Linked DNA regions of Hordeum vulgare: region 2 is linked to region 1. A link is a contact called in public Hi-C data. All regions are on one chromosome and are shown on one strand. The core of a region is the stretch at or near the end of the contact, and the rest is flanking DNA. Distances in the headings are between cores, read along the strand shown. Region 1 holds the start of LOC123425347 (EEF1A lysine methyltransferase 4-like). Region 2 holds the start of LOC123425349 (stress-response A/B barrel domain-containing protein DABB1-like).

Region 1 (7,155 bases), core at 2,255-4,754:
TACTCCCTCCGTGGTAAAACAAGCGACTCAACTTTGTACTAACTTATAAAATTAATATAAAGTTGAGTCATTTATTTTAGGACGGATGGAGTAGAAGATAAACAGAGGAGGGGATGGCGGAAGAAATAACGGAGGTAGAGCATCCGATGAACCAGAGGAGAGCCGACGACACTACGGAGATTGTTTACAAGAAAGGCTTGTTTAGACCCGATGCACACATGTTTCTAACACAACTGGTTGCTGACTGTTGTACTCCTCCATGTCATGAGTCAACACTAATTTTTTTTTTTAAAAAAAATCCTTAGTGTTGACTCAGATAGCTGAAGCTCTTTCTTTTTAATGAATCTGAAATAACGCCAGAAGGTTAACATTGAGAATAGGTGTGTATTGTCAGTTCTGATGATACAGAGATCTCTAGCCTGCTGGGCAATGTTACATCACCACACAACAAGGCATGTACAAGCATCACTCGCTGGGTTGCTTAGCGATCAGCCCCTTCATGTGTATGGCGTAGAATCAAAACCTCCAAAACTGGCGCACTCGCTTACTGAGTTACTGCTTATAACTCATCAACATTTGTGCGAAATAAGTAATCCTCGCTTTCGAGCTCATCATGGAGCATATTGAAGCTTGGAGCAGCAGGCAATGTAACTTGGTGACCGGTGGACTCTGGTGATCTTTTGCCCTAAGAGATATAAGAAAGAACAAGACAAGAATAAGGATTTTTGCAAGGAAAATCATAGTTATAAGGAAAAGGTAAAGGGCTCAAATGAAAACCAAATGATTCGCAAACATTAAACCTTCTGAAGGATGTAGAAGAAATAATGGAAGCCATCGCCAAAGGTGTTCCACTCAACAGACCATGTAAGCTCAGGTGCTTCGAAAAATCGACGACGGAAGTGTGGCTGCCAAAATAGAAAGTAGAAATTTTAGAAAAAGAAGAGTGAAGGTGCTAAACAAATAAATCACAGTTCATGACCAGTCCCACTTGCTCTTCTGCTCATGATTACTAATTAAAGACAATCTTTAATTCTTTATACATATCAAGTTCATAACCATTGTGTGATATTGCTAAACCAAAGGTATATCCTTATTTATATCACCTCCATTTCGAATTACAAGATGTTTTGGATATTTCAATATGGACTACATACGGACTGAAATGAGTGAGCAAACACACTAAAACACGTCTATATACATCCGGTTCAGAAAAAGTTAATACATCTTATAATGGGAACGGATTGAGTACTTATGTACAGTGCACAAATAACATACCCACAAACCCAGAAAGAGGATATCATTGGGACATGCAAAGAAAAACGTCTGAAATACAAAAGCGATGACAAATGAAGGGCATGAAAGAGGGATTCAGACAATTGGATCTCCCAAACCTGTCCAAAGGTAATTGATACAAATTTGCCATCTGGCTTCAAAACCTTGTGGATACCTTCAAGCATTTTGGTTACATTATCCACTGTTGTAGGATTGGGGTTCCATGGATCACCACTGTCCACAAACAACACATCCTGTCAAAGGATATTTCTGTATAAGTCTATAGGCAGTATCTAATAATCTAATCACAAGATGACAAAAATATCTAATCACAAGTTTGTATGCTATGAAAGAACAGAGGTGTTAGGATAAGTCAAAAGACAGTGCATCTTTCTGACTATTTTTTAAGGTGCTGAGTTAAGTATCTTGATTGTTCGAATTGACTCCTTTTCCCTGGTTGTGCAGCTATCGTAACAGAAAAATTGTTAGTTAATTATCAAGATAACATGCAAATGCTACCACTTCATTGGTCATTATATTGAGTTCAACAACTTGTATACTTATCGCATTTGACAACCATACAAACGAATTTTTAACATAGTTAACAACCACGTTTATACTGGACTTCCGCACACATGAGCCTGTCTTCCACAGCTTTATATAGGCAAATGACTGAATGGTCATTCAGATAAGCATAACAGTAACACAGTACTGTAAATAGCTCCCAGGGTCATCTTCTAAAATTCTGTAATAGATGCAATTGTGCATTTCCACAAAAACACCCAGTAATACTATCACAACCACCGGTACTGTATATCTCAACGATCTTGATAATATGTTAAACCATATAGAATCATGTTGCTAATAGACAGTCTATCTGCGCACACTTTGGCTGAATTCAGCATTGAGGCGGATTACAATAATCTTGTTGGCCTAACAAGCTTTGCTATTTTATCATTTGATTAACCATTTTTTCCTATTTCTTCGGATATTTTTCCTCAGTAGACTGTACAATGACATCCACTCCAGCCTCTTGAAAAAATCCCTTTGTTTTTACGCAATCAAACAAACTCAAATCTGTAGGTTTTGAATGGACATGACATTCAAATCCTGTATTTTACCTGTTCCTACACTTCTTACAATCCTGCGAATCAAAGAGGCACTGAGTTCACCACAGTGCAGTTCAGGAATGCAAACCAAGTTTTCACGCCGAAGGTGATAGCACTGGCGGCATGTCAAATTGCAGGTGTAACCAAAAAATAATAATAATCAGTGTTTCAACACACAGTACTACTACTATGCAACCGCAACCTTTGTTGGCTAATATGTTTGTTCTTTTGAGTTGCAGTTAACATTAAGCATAGCATAGCTTAGAACAAATGGTAACACAAAATATTGATAGGTTGGAATAGTGGGAGGCATCGAAGTCCGCAACACCATACCATGGTCCCTTTCTCGATCACAAGGTCGAAGCTCTCGCTCTCGAACGGAAGGTCAAGCATGTCAGCCACCACCACATCCACACCTTCACGAAGCAGGAGGCAATTTCTCACTCAAACGGTCAAACTTTGGCGGTAACGAACATGCGGAAAGTACATTCCCGGCCAAACTGGTGAACTGACCAGTGGTGCCCTGCTCCGCCAGTCTGTCGCGCATCCTCTGGACGGCGACGGGCGAGAGGTCGATGCAGGTGACGCCGCCGGCGACGCCCTCCCTTAAGAGCTCCTCCCCGAGCCGCGAATTGCCGCAGCCGACCTCCAGAACCTGCGCAGAAATCGCGGCACAGTTCAAAATTCAGGAACTCGCGAATTAAGATCCACGGAAGCGACGCGAAGAATTGGGGGAAAGAGGCGGGAGGGAGCACGGACCGAGAGGGAGGGGGAGAGGAGCGGGGCGAGGAGGTGGCGGAAGTGGGAGAAGTCCTTGAACCACTCGTAGTGCTCCTCCTTCCCGAACCGCCCGTCCCTGCGAAGCCACGAGGCGAGCCGCGTGAGTCCGCTGCTCCATGCGCGGTTTGGAGCTCGGGGGGGCAGAGAAGGGTGATAGGGACTCGTGAGCTACCAGTAGGAGGGGTCGAGGTAACCGGATGCGGTGCACGGGGCGACGTCGTCCGCCATCGCCGCCGCGTGCGGGTTGCGTGCGCTTTGCGTGCTTGGCGGCCTCTGGCGCTGGTGCAGCGTGTGCGGGTAGGCAGTGTGATTCGTTGAACCCTACGAGCTACCACTACGAGGTCCGGGGACGTCTGATGAAAATCTAGCACGGGCTGCACGGCGCAACTGGGCCCCAGGCAGCCTGGGCGTCAGAACAATTACAAGCCCATATGTTTTGAAAGAAAAGCACAAGAATGGCCTGCGGCGTAGCCCACTCCTAACACTCTAGCTGGGCCTCAGGTCTCAGAAGGTAGGCCCAATACCACACAACGATCGAGAAGCTGCTATCGTTTGCCTGCGAGATTCACTCGGGATAATTTTGCATTTGCAAAATGTTTAGCAAATGTTTAGACGTCTATAGGAAAATGTTTCTGTTGTATACGAAAATGAGTAAATAGGAAATATTAATCATGTATACGGAAGAATGTTAATCATAATAAGAAAATGTTTGTGGTAATTGAAATGCCGCACATTTCAAACGAAATGTACGTGACATTTAAAAGTTTGTTTATACAGATGTAAAAAGTGTTTGTGTAATTCAATAAAAATGTTTCGTACGTTCAAGAAAGGACATATTGTACGCATATTTAAAAAAAAATCTTGACAAGCTTCAGAAATGTGCTCGTGACATTTTTGAAAAATGCTTTTACAATGTACAAAAATGTTTACATGGTTTAGAAATATGTATTATCATTCGAAAAATGTTTCAACATGTATTTCAAAAATTATACCATCATACAATGTTTTGCTTCTTTATCTGTTCTTTGCATACCCTAATCACAATAGTGTATTAGCTCGATTGTGAGGGTTCGAACTTGGGTACACTTTACGTCTTGTTTCCCCTCGGACCTAATCGCTACATAGGTATACCCTATCGAGGGATTCACTGTATTTAGCTTCGACAAATGTGGCAAACTGGTTTTTAGAGTTTTTTATTTTTTGGAAGGTGGTCAGGTGATCAATTTCCTTTCATTGTGATTGTTGCCTTCTCTTTTATAGATAGTTTGTTTTGTCGGAGATCCTATCGGTCCATGCTTCCTTGTTTGTCATGTATATACATACACACAAAGTACTTGGCTGATTGTGGAGTGGAGGTGTAAATGTGTCAACCATGCGGTTATGGCCACAGGTCGTAATTACAAATCTCAGTCTTCTATAATACGTATTTTGTGTATTCTAAAAAAAAGGTACTTGACATTCGGTTGAATGCATCGATTTCTCAATATGATTTTCTAAACACATTATCGACACAACTAACTTCATATTTCTGTTTTGATGTATAGCGTCCAAAGCCCTTAATGTTCTAGTGGTTAGCATGCTCATTCGCCTAGCCTTAGGTTGTCAGTTAAAGTACCATGCAATGCTTTAATTTTAAGTTCGTTTATGTCGGATGAGGTTGACGCTATTGCAAGACCCTGTAAAAATTAGTCAAGGTGTGAGCGGTCAAAGGTAGGTTGATGTGGGAACCATGTAGCTGGGTTTTTCCTCACCTTGGTCTTATTTGATCAAATTAAGCAGTTTATATGGCCTAAATGGTTTAATTTCCAAGTTGTTGGCCTAAAGTGTGCAATCAGTTTGAATTAATGGGCTTATAGCGCACTTCACCGAAAAATAGAACAAACATTCACTTATCGCCTACGTTCTCACCTACTACCTGTTGTTCCAAAATGATTAAAGTTTTGGGTTCATCTCAAGTCAAAATTGTTTATGTTTGATCAAGTTTACAGACGGCACCGAGTACTTCGGAACATCTAACTATGCATAGCAAAACATTTCAAAGGAGGCAAAGAGCTTTGGCTTACAGCAAGGCATGGCAAATTTGACTGATTGTGCGAATCACAGGGTGGTTCTCCCTTGGCGCAGTAGTATACATGTACAGATGATGGTGGTAGCCTGTTGAGTGTGTTGTGCAGTGCGTGCCAAAAGGAGAATTGCCTGCCATGCGCCGCAACAGTTGCGTGGTTTCTAATCCAAAGAGGTGAGCTATCTATCCCTGATATGCGTCTCACAAGTCACAACTTTTAAGGTCACCCCTGATATGCAAGTACATTCTGTTAATTTCTCGCCGGCTAAGCCTAAGAGACCCCCGGAGCAGTGGCAGCCACCTACAACCGAGATCACTAAATTCAACCTCGATGGCGCCTTGACCCCGGGCAACTCCTTCAGCGGGTGGGGTGTCGTGGCTCGCGACAGCTCGGGGCAGGTCATCATCACGCGGGCAGGACGGCAAGAGCAGGTTCATGATGCCTTCGGTGCAGACGTTAACGCCTTGGCGACGGTGATGATGACAGCAGCTGAACTAGGAGCTACCAGAGTGAGTTTTAAGACGGATTCTGAGTTGCTGGCTGATGCATTGAATATTCGGCGCGTAGATGCCTCACCATATGCAGCAATCATTGAAGACATTAAGTTTCAATCGAGGGTGTGGTTCTTCAAGTAGAGTGTCAATGCGTGTAGAAGAACAATACGGCTGAGCACGAGCTAGCTCATATCGGTTGTAAATGTTCCTCAAATGTGTGTGTCGAGTGGGATACTATTGTTCCGTCGAGTGTGGTTGCTTGCGTGTTGGGCGATATGTCCGGGCGTCGTTGATCTATAAAGCTTTCCTTTCCTTTAAGAAAAAGTATGTTCTGTTAAGCATTGTGTACATGCGGTATTGTATAAACCATATAAAGTATAGGGTGCGTGCTTTTTTTATCTTCATGTAAACGTGTTAGGATGTTTAGATAGATCTTTTTTTTGTTATTTACTTGGAGATCAATCGTGCAGCCTAACCAACCCTTGTACGTCTCTGGTTTGCCTACTATAAACATGAGCGCGTCCCTACTGGCATCACGCTTTGCCTCTTGTTCTTTACATGATATACAGAGTTTTTGCTCTTCCCATCACATCTACGCACCATGTCTTCCAGCTCCTCTCTCGCCATGGCCTTGCCCTCGCTTGCATCGCTCGGCCACACGGTGACTAAGAAGCTGACCAGAGATAACTTTCTCGTATGGAAGAACCAAGTTTTGCCACACATCAGGGCCGCTGGCATAACCGGCTACCTAGACGGCAGCGTCAAGGACAGGGTCGGGCCGATAGTTGTGTCAAACTATGCGGCCCGCACGGCGTCCATAACTTTTTGAGGCCCCAATATTTATATAGGTCTGCATTTTTAAATAAAAAGAGCTTCCCTACACGTTGGGCTTGGCATGGCGGTGGGTCTTGGGCTGCTAGCCTACTTACAGGCAGCTGCTCGATGCCGTGATAGATCGCAGAAGGAAACTCCTTGTGGCGCCAATAGCTACATGCCTAAACCATGGCTTAATCGAAAACAGTTTCCATGCAGCCCTGCTCCTCGATTGGAAACGGAAAGTTCGATCAATCGATCGGTTATTGCGACGCGAACCTACTCGATTCTTGCCTACTCATTTAAATATCACAGTATAGCAGTTTAATCGATCAAGACACGAACCTAGGTGAATTAGACTGTTTGTTTAGTTGCAAAACATTGACACATAATCTACAATTAAAGATTTTATTTTATAAAATACTAAAAGAATAATGTTGTTCAAATAAATATTACGCAACTGGGAGTTGAGTATATAGGTATGGTTTTTTATATATTCAATTGTTATCTAGGATATTAAATTATATAGGTTATTAAAAAATCTGTGAAATATATATGCAGTATAATTGCTCATTATTTCCTCCATTTTAAAATATAAATATTTTTAGACATTTCACTACG
Region 2 (6,843 bases), core at 3,512-6,011, 190 kb after region 1:
ACTCGGATAGTTGGAGAGAGGGGTAGCTACTCTTTGTTTTCTTATGGAAGCCTAAACCCCCATAGAGCTGGAGGATATGGGTCTTATCGCCCGACTGGCTAAGCTTTTTGACGGTTTGGGATCTAGCGGAGAAGACATACTTAAAGAGCCCCCAGTGGGGGGACATCCAATAAAGCACTCGCAGAGGGTGACGAATGTAGCAAGGTGGGCTATTGCGTTCGGAGGAAAATGATGGAGCTGCGCCCCGAAGTAAGTCATGATACCTCGGAAGAAGGGGTGGGGAGGCAAAGAGAAGCCCCTGAACACATGGCTGAGCAGCAGGACGCGCTCCCCCTCCTTCGGCGCCGGCTCCGTCTCGCCTTCCGGCAGCCTCCAGGACTTGTTGGCGATCATGCCATTCTCCACCAGCTCCAGCAAGTCGTCCTCCGTCACCAAGGAGGGGAGGAAATCCCCCTGGATCCAACCCGCCGGCAGCGCCTGCTGCCGCCGCTGAGCAGGGGCCGCCCCCTTCTTCTTCTTCTTCTGCGACTCGAGTTTGCTGGTCTGCCCCTTCGTCATGGCGAAGGCGACAGATCCGCAGAGGAGGAGGGGAAGGAGGAGGCTTGAGGCGTGCAGAGAGCTGCGGGAGGAGCGGGATTAATGCGAGGAAGATGAGCAGCGCAACAGGAAATCCCGCCGGGGAGGCTTAAATAAGCTTCCGACTAGGTCACTAACAGGTGGACCCGAGATCTTATCCCCCAACCGGCCGCTGCGATGTTAGTGGAGAAGATAAAGGCGTGGTAATCGAGGAGGCAAAACCTACTCGATGGCGATGGCGACATCCCCGCTGAGCGCGCGGCAACCGAAATTTGAGGATCCCGGAAAATCCGGCGCTGTCAGTTTGACCAGTCACGTCGAAAGATTCCGCGGAAGCACTCGGTCCCCGACGGTTCGTTTCACTGATATATTCACTCGAATCACTGGTTGAAGGGATAAAATGGATCGAGTCAAACAACGCCAAAGTCACCTCCATACCAGTCGGATCCATACTCCAGACATCACTTCGTCGTTCCAACCCCGATCCATTCGGGGACTAATGATGGGGTTATAGTCCGAGGGTAGGGTCATAGGCCTGCCCTATAGGTCCTACCCAAGGACTACCCTTCATAGAGGACAAGGCCCTTAGATAGTTCCGACTGAACTAAGGACCCCCCCCCCCATCATCCAGTCGGCGACGAACACTCGGAGCATATTTAACGTACCGACTGGATTCCACTCTGTACATCGTAACCTCCCAGGAGGGCAACGGTCATACGTTTTCATACACCATTATTAACATTTAAGGCTTACGTTACCTGTAACGTAGGCATTTATTCGCCACTATTCCACCCCTGTCCACCGGGCCATTATGAAGGGCAGCGCACTCTATATAAGCCGCCCTTCCTCACTGGTGCAGGGGTTGGCATTTACTGCAATCCTATAATCCACTCCACACTAAGCTCCCAAGAGCACTGAGACGTAGGGCTTTTACCTTCACCGTAGAGGGGCCTGAACTCATACATCCTCGCCGTAGCTAAGGCTCTGCCCATCCTTTCGTACCCCATACATCTACTGTCAGACTTATACCCACGACAAGCCCCGCATTCGAAGACTAAAAACCCTAATCTAAACTACTAACGAGAGTAGAGGCACCGGGTCACCCCTCCCCACCATCGTCTGTCGGAGCAGCAAGCATAGGGGAGGCGAATCCATTGGTTCGCCGGTGAAATTCTACAGGGTAGAGTTTGTCACTTTATCCCAAACTGCAGCATCTTCAACAGACGCGCTAAATAAGCCGCGCGCATGAAAAACGCCTTTTTAGCGTGCACGACTGAATCGGCAGCTCCAGCACACGCGCTAAAATCGCCCGCGCGCTAAACACTACTCCGTGCGCCGAACAAAACAACATCACACGCTTCATTTTTCCAGCGTCTACCGCGCGCTGAACAACGACTCGCCCACGCGAATGTTCACCAACCGCCGGATCTGAAAGTTCCGCTCACGCGCGCAACTTCCCCATCCCCTCCAGCGACCCGTCGGCACTTCCCCCTTGAGGGAGTCCAGGATTCTGGGGTCCTCGGGCGGTCGGTTAGTCAATATCGGGTGGGCCCATTGGGCCGCGCTGTAGAAGACCGGACCTTATGACGACCTCTACTCTGGAAGGAATATCCCGAAGATTGGCATGTACTTCAAGCTTAGAAAGACTAGGTCAGCTCATATATTCCCTATTATAGTCAGTAACTTGTAAATCCTAGGGTCCCTGGTGTCTATATAAATCAGGGACCCCCATCCGTGTAGAGGAGGCTGAATCATCTAGGGTTTAGCATATACGATCTCGAGGTAGATCTACTCTTTAATCATCTTCATCAATACAATCAAGTAGGACGTAGGGTATTACTTCCATATGAGGGCTCGAACCTGGGTAAACCACTATCTCCCCCTTCTTCCTACAACCCATCGATCCAATGTCCACAGTTCGGGACCCCCTACCCGAGATCTACCGGTTTTGACGCCGACACCCCCGTCGTTCCCCACGCGCGCGCCGCTTCCCCCTCTTCCCCGGTGGCCGCTGTCGCTTCCTCCTCCGCCGCCGCTCCTCGAGCGCCCCGTTTCGCCGACGAACAGCGCCCGACAAGGGTTTGCAGCTCGGCGCCCACAAGGTGTTTGACAAAACGTTTGCAAGGTATATATTGGTACTAAACTTCATTTTTATAGATAATTTTGGAGTATGTTGTTTGTAGTGTTAAATTTTAGTTTGAATTCAAATTTGTAGATGAGTTCGTTTCATGATTCTTCTGATGAATAATTTGATCTTCAAGAGGAGGAGGACCTAGCAATGGTCCTAGCTATGCACATCAACAAAAAGAGAAAGCACGGTGGTACGGTTTTTGGTCATTAGAAATTATGGAGGAATAGGATCGATACCCATAACAGATTGATAAGGAACTATTTTGCGGAGATTCCCACATACCCCGAGTCCTACTTTCGGCGCCGTTTTAGGATGAGCATCGAGTTGTTCAAACATATTGCGGAGAGACTGGCGAGCCATGATCGGTTTTTTCAACAACGGAGGAATGTTGTCGGAGAACTCGGGCATAGCACCTTTTAAAAGGTGACTGCCGCTTTGCGTATGCTGGCATATGATATTTCGGCGGATCAAGTTGATGATCACTTGGTCAAGGGTGAGAGCCAATCCATCATATGTGTCAAGCACTTCGCGGTTGGAATCGTACAATTGTTTGGTCTGGAATATTTGGGTTTCCAATGCTGAAGACGCCACAAGGCTTGGAATCGTATAATTGTTTGGTCTGGAATATTTGGGTTTCGAAGACGCCACAAGGCTTTAGGGGATAATAAACTATTTGTTGTGCTGTTTATTTGTTGCATTTGTTTGAGTTGTAAAAAATAATTGAACTGTTTTTAATGATTTATTTTATGTTTGTTTGATTTTTTTTGTTTCACATTAAATATAAAATGTTTGTTTGTGTGCCTGATGAAGCAACTAACAGTTCTACACGCAAAGGCGCTATTTCGAGGCTGTAAATTTCTTTTTCGCCCGCCGCGCCTGCGCGCGTCAGTCTCTTGGAGATGCTCTTAGCGATCACAAAGGGCTGTGAACAATTGCAGTACTGCATAATCAATAGAGATGCAATCCTACAACTCTGTCGCTTGGTTCCTGATCCAACTATCAGACGCATTCGACATGTAAAAAGTTGGGAGCACACAACAGGCACAGCAATTGATTGTTATTCATCTCAATATCGATACAGATATCACAGAGGATGAGTCCATTATTCCCAAATCGACTGACAGCACGCTGGGATCCAAAATCAACCTGAAACCCCGGATCAGAATCAGAGGCTCGCAGCGGCCGGAGCGTCGACGACGAAGTCCAGCACCATGACCTCGTCGAGCATGGGCCTGAGGGCGGCCTTGGCCTGCTCCACCTTGCCGTCGCCCTCCACTGCGTCCAGCTCCTCGACGCTGCCGAACACGGCCACCATCCCGAACTGGTACCCCTTGGCCCGCGCGGGGGAGAAGTTCTCCCCGAAGCTGACCTTGGCGCCGCTGGCCTCGCCGGCGTCCCTGGTGGCCGCGGCCACCTTCTCCACGAGCTGCCCGACCTCCACGCCCTCCTTCACCTTGGCGAGGGTGAGCCGCACGGCGGCGCCGGGGGCGACCGGGGACGGGGACTCCGCGGCGTTGACCCAGTCGACGGCCGTGGCGTCGAGCGCGTTGGGGGCGACGTGCGCCTGCACGGCGGCCACGTGGGCCGGGTGCGGCGCGTAGGCGGCGAGGTCGGCCTTGGTGGCGTAGCGGGAGTGGAGGAGGTGGGTGGGGCCCAGCGCCTCGGCGGCCGGGGAGCGGAGGCGGAGCACGGGGCCCGCGTGGATGTAGGAGACCCCCGGGACGAGCGTGGAGAGCGCCTGCAGCGCGGAGACCATCGCCGCGGCCGCCCCCGAGGCCACGGCCTCCGGACGGACCTTGATGAGCACGATGTGCTCGACCGGCGCCGCTACGGTGGGCGCGGCGACGGAGGGGGACGAGGACATGGCGGCGGCGGAGGGCCTGAGGCGGCGGAGCGGGGAGGAGGAGGCGAGGCGGGTGAGGGGTAGGTGGAGGAGTCGAGGGGAGGGGATGGCTCTGATGCAAATCATGGCTTTGGTCAGTGCGAGGGGAGGAGGTTAAAATCGGGATGGGGCTGGGGGGACAGTGACCTGCGCGGCATCACATTTGTGTGAGCCAAGATGGATTTTATAAGCGGGTGGCGCCGAGGCGAACGGACTAGCACGGTGGCGGCTGCGCTGCATCGCCGGTGACCGGTGTCTTTGACGCAACATGGGCTCTGTTTTGGTGGACGATGACTTTGCTGGAAAAAGGCACACCGCCGGTGGTTTTCTTCGGGAACTGCAGACCGCCGGGAAGCTATCAGCGGAAGAAACTGGCGTCCAGCACGGACGGGGTCAATATCAGGCAGCATGAGCTAAATGGCTCCAACAACCATGCATAGGATGGAGCATTCCAGTAAGGAAAAAGAAGCAGCTAACATAGGATGAGCTAAATTTATACTGGTCTAAATGTTAAATGTAGTAGATGTGGCAAGAATACATAGGTGGTACAGACAAGCGGATCAGCAAAACATTCGACCGGAAACAGGCATACGTACAGAAAACAAAAAACTGGTCTATCATCCTAGCCATTCATTCTTCTACCCTACAAAATTCGCTTGTGTCCAACATGAACTTATACAAGGGTATATCTATCTGTCCGCACTACAACTTTTTCTTATCTTCCTTTTCAAACTTGTCCTTGGTGCTACAGCCCGACTGTTCTTCAACTTCATCGACTGGTTTTCTACTCATCCTCCTTTTGGTATAACAAATTATGTCCTCGTCTTGATGGAGCCTGTGGGGAATGATACGATCCCTTGCTACCGCAAGCAATGGTCTTCTAGAAATCCGAATGATATATACAAATTAAACTTGAATGGGTAATAGGAGTTCTGCATAGGGGGCATTCAGGCTTCTCATTGCACCACTCCATTATGCAGTTCCTGCAGGTTATGCCGTGAGTTACCATACCATTCAGGAGAGGGTGCAAGGGAGGAGACCCGGTTTGGTTGAAGACATAGCATTTGAAAGAGAGGTTTTACCAGCAGAAGACATGCCCGCAGGTTGTGGCAGTAGGATTCTGCCGGGTGCTGAGACAGAGAGTGCACTTGCTCTTGCTACTGGATGCCTGGCCATCACACAAAAGATACACAAAGCATAAGCACCACACAATAGATCACATGTACAAAAAATAAAAATAAACGGTGATTTGAAATAATATGCAATTCCAGCCATAAAATCTTAAATTGTAACATTTGTAGATCCAAGAGCTTGCTTTGTCAACAAGAATGCATTGGGAGGTGCATCTGAAGGGAAGCGCAATAATACATAAGTTTCCACTTCCATACAAAGGTAGCCATTTTACTTTTGGTTAATGGAGCATCACTTGGTTTTCTGGTAGTTCTAACCTCTAGGGTACACAAAAAACACTAATTCAAACTGGAGACTGTTCATCTGAAGACAAATACCTCTGAACCAGAAGCCAAATCTACAGCTTTGCCACGACGGATGTCACTGATGATATTTCCATCTTCATTTAGAACAGGGACACTCCGACCTGGTACACCATTCACAACGGTAAGAATTAAAATCATCATATAGATATCTGTATCATTGTAAGAATGTAACTTGGAGCTTCAACATAATAAGAAAAACAGTTATTGGTTCAGCAAAAATAGCCATTTAAATAAATTCAGTAAAAGAGTGTACCTGTAGATGAAGGATAGCTTCCGGACGAAATTTGATTAATGGAACTAGCTATTGATGATAAGTTACTTCTTCGGAGTCTTTCAGCCCCAAGAATACATAACTGAATCAGCAAAAAGATACCCAAAATTTGGTACCTGCAAATGTAGTGAATTAAACTTGATCATCTGGAGAATTTTAGACCTCAAAGGAAAGTAGTGTGAAGATAGTCCAAAACACTATAACCCATGATAAATTCCTTATCATTTACATTCTCAGATTCATTTGTGGCATAATATTGTGGGCTCCTGGCACAAATGGCTGTATGATTTGTTTCTATGTGAGTCCATGTAGTCTAGTCTTTTAGCCAAAGTGAATAAGTACAGAAAAAGGTACCTGGGCCTCTGATTCATTGGCTTACCAATGAATACATAATGAATACCGGCTCCTCTCTTTGATAAATGGTAATATAATCCTATTGAAAAGGAAACATAAGAAGTGTAATCAGGCACCTAACAATTACTCCCTC

Evidence for each region. Hi-C and Micro-C count contacts between places; a contact is called where the count stands out from the background.
Region 2: a Hi-C map of seedling shows a contact between it and region 1, with 2.2 times the contacts expected there. The contact joins the promoter of LOC123425349 here to the promoter of LOC123425347 in region 1. A contact is called at or near these places in 1 of 6 Hi-C or Micro-C datasets (seedling) and 1 of 1 datasets of contacts at active chromatin or transcription factors (embryo).

The regions. Positions count from the first base shown.
Region 1 is chr2H:102,961,534-102,968,688 of MorexV3_pseudomolecules_assembly, forward strand. It overlaps LOC123425347 (EEF1A lysine methyltransferase 4-like), which reads right to left and starts at 3,505. Exons shown (of 7, transcript XM_045109029.1): 1 at 3,334-3,505; 2 at 3,141-3,237; 3 at 2,895-3,036; 4 at 2,715-2,797; 5 at 1,392-1,526; 6 at 801-905; 7 at 334-685. The coding sequence starts at 3,389. The coding sequence ends at 560.
Region 2 is chr2H:103,148,741-103,155,583 of MorexV3_pseudomolecules_assembly, forward strand. It overlaps LOC123425349 (stress-response A/B barrel domain-containing protein DABB1-like), which reads right to left and starts at 4,762. Exons shown (of 1, transcript XM_045109033.1): 1 at 3,748-4,762. The coding sequence starts at 4,676. The coding sequence ends at 3,873. LOC123425348 (peroxisome biogenesis factor 10) reads right to left here. Exons shown (of 11, transcript XM_045109032.1): 7 at 6,711-6,789; 8 at 6,339-6,472; 9 at 6,098-6,186; 10 at 5,672-5,757; 11 at 5,063-5,572. The coding sequence ends at 5,470.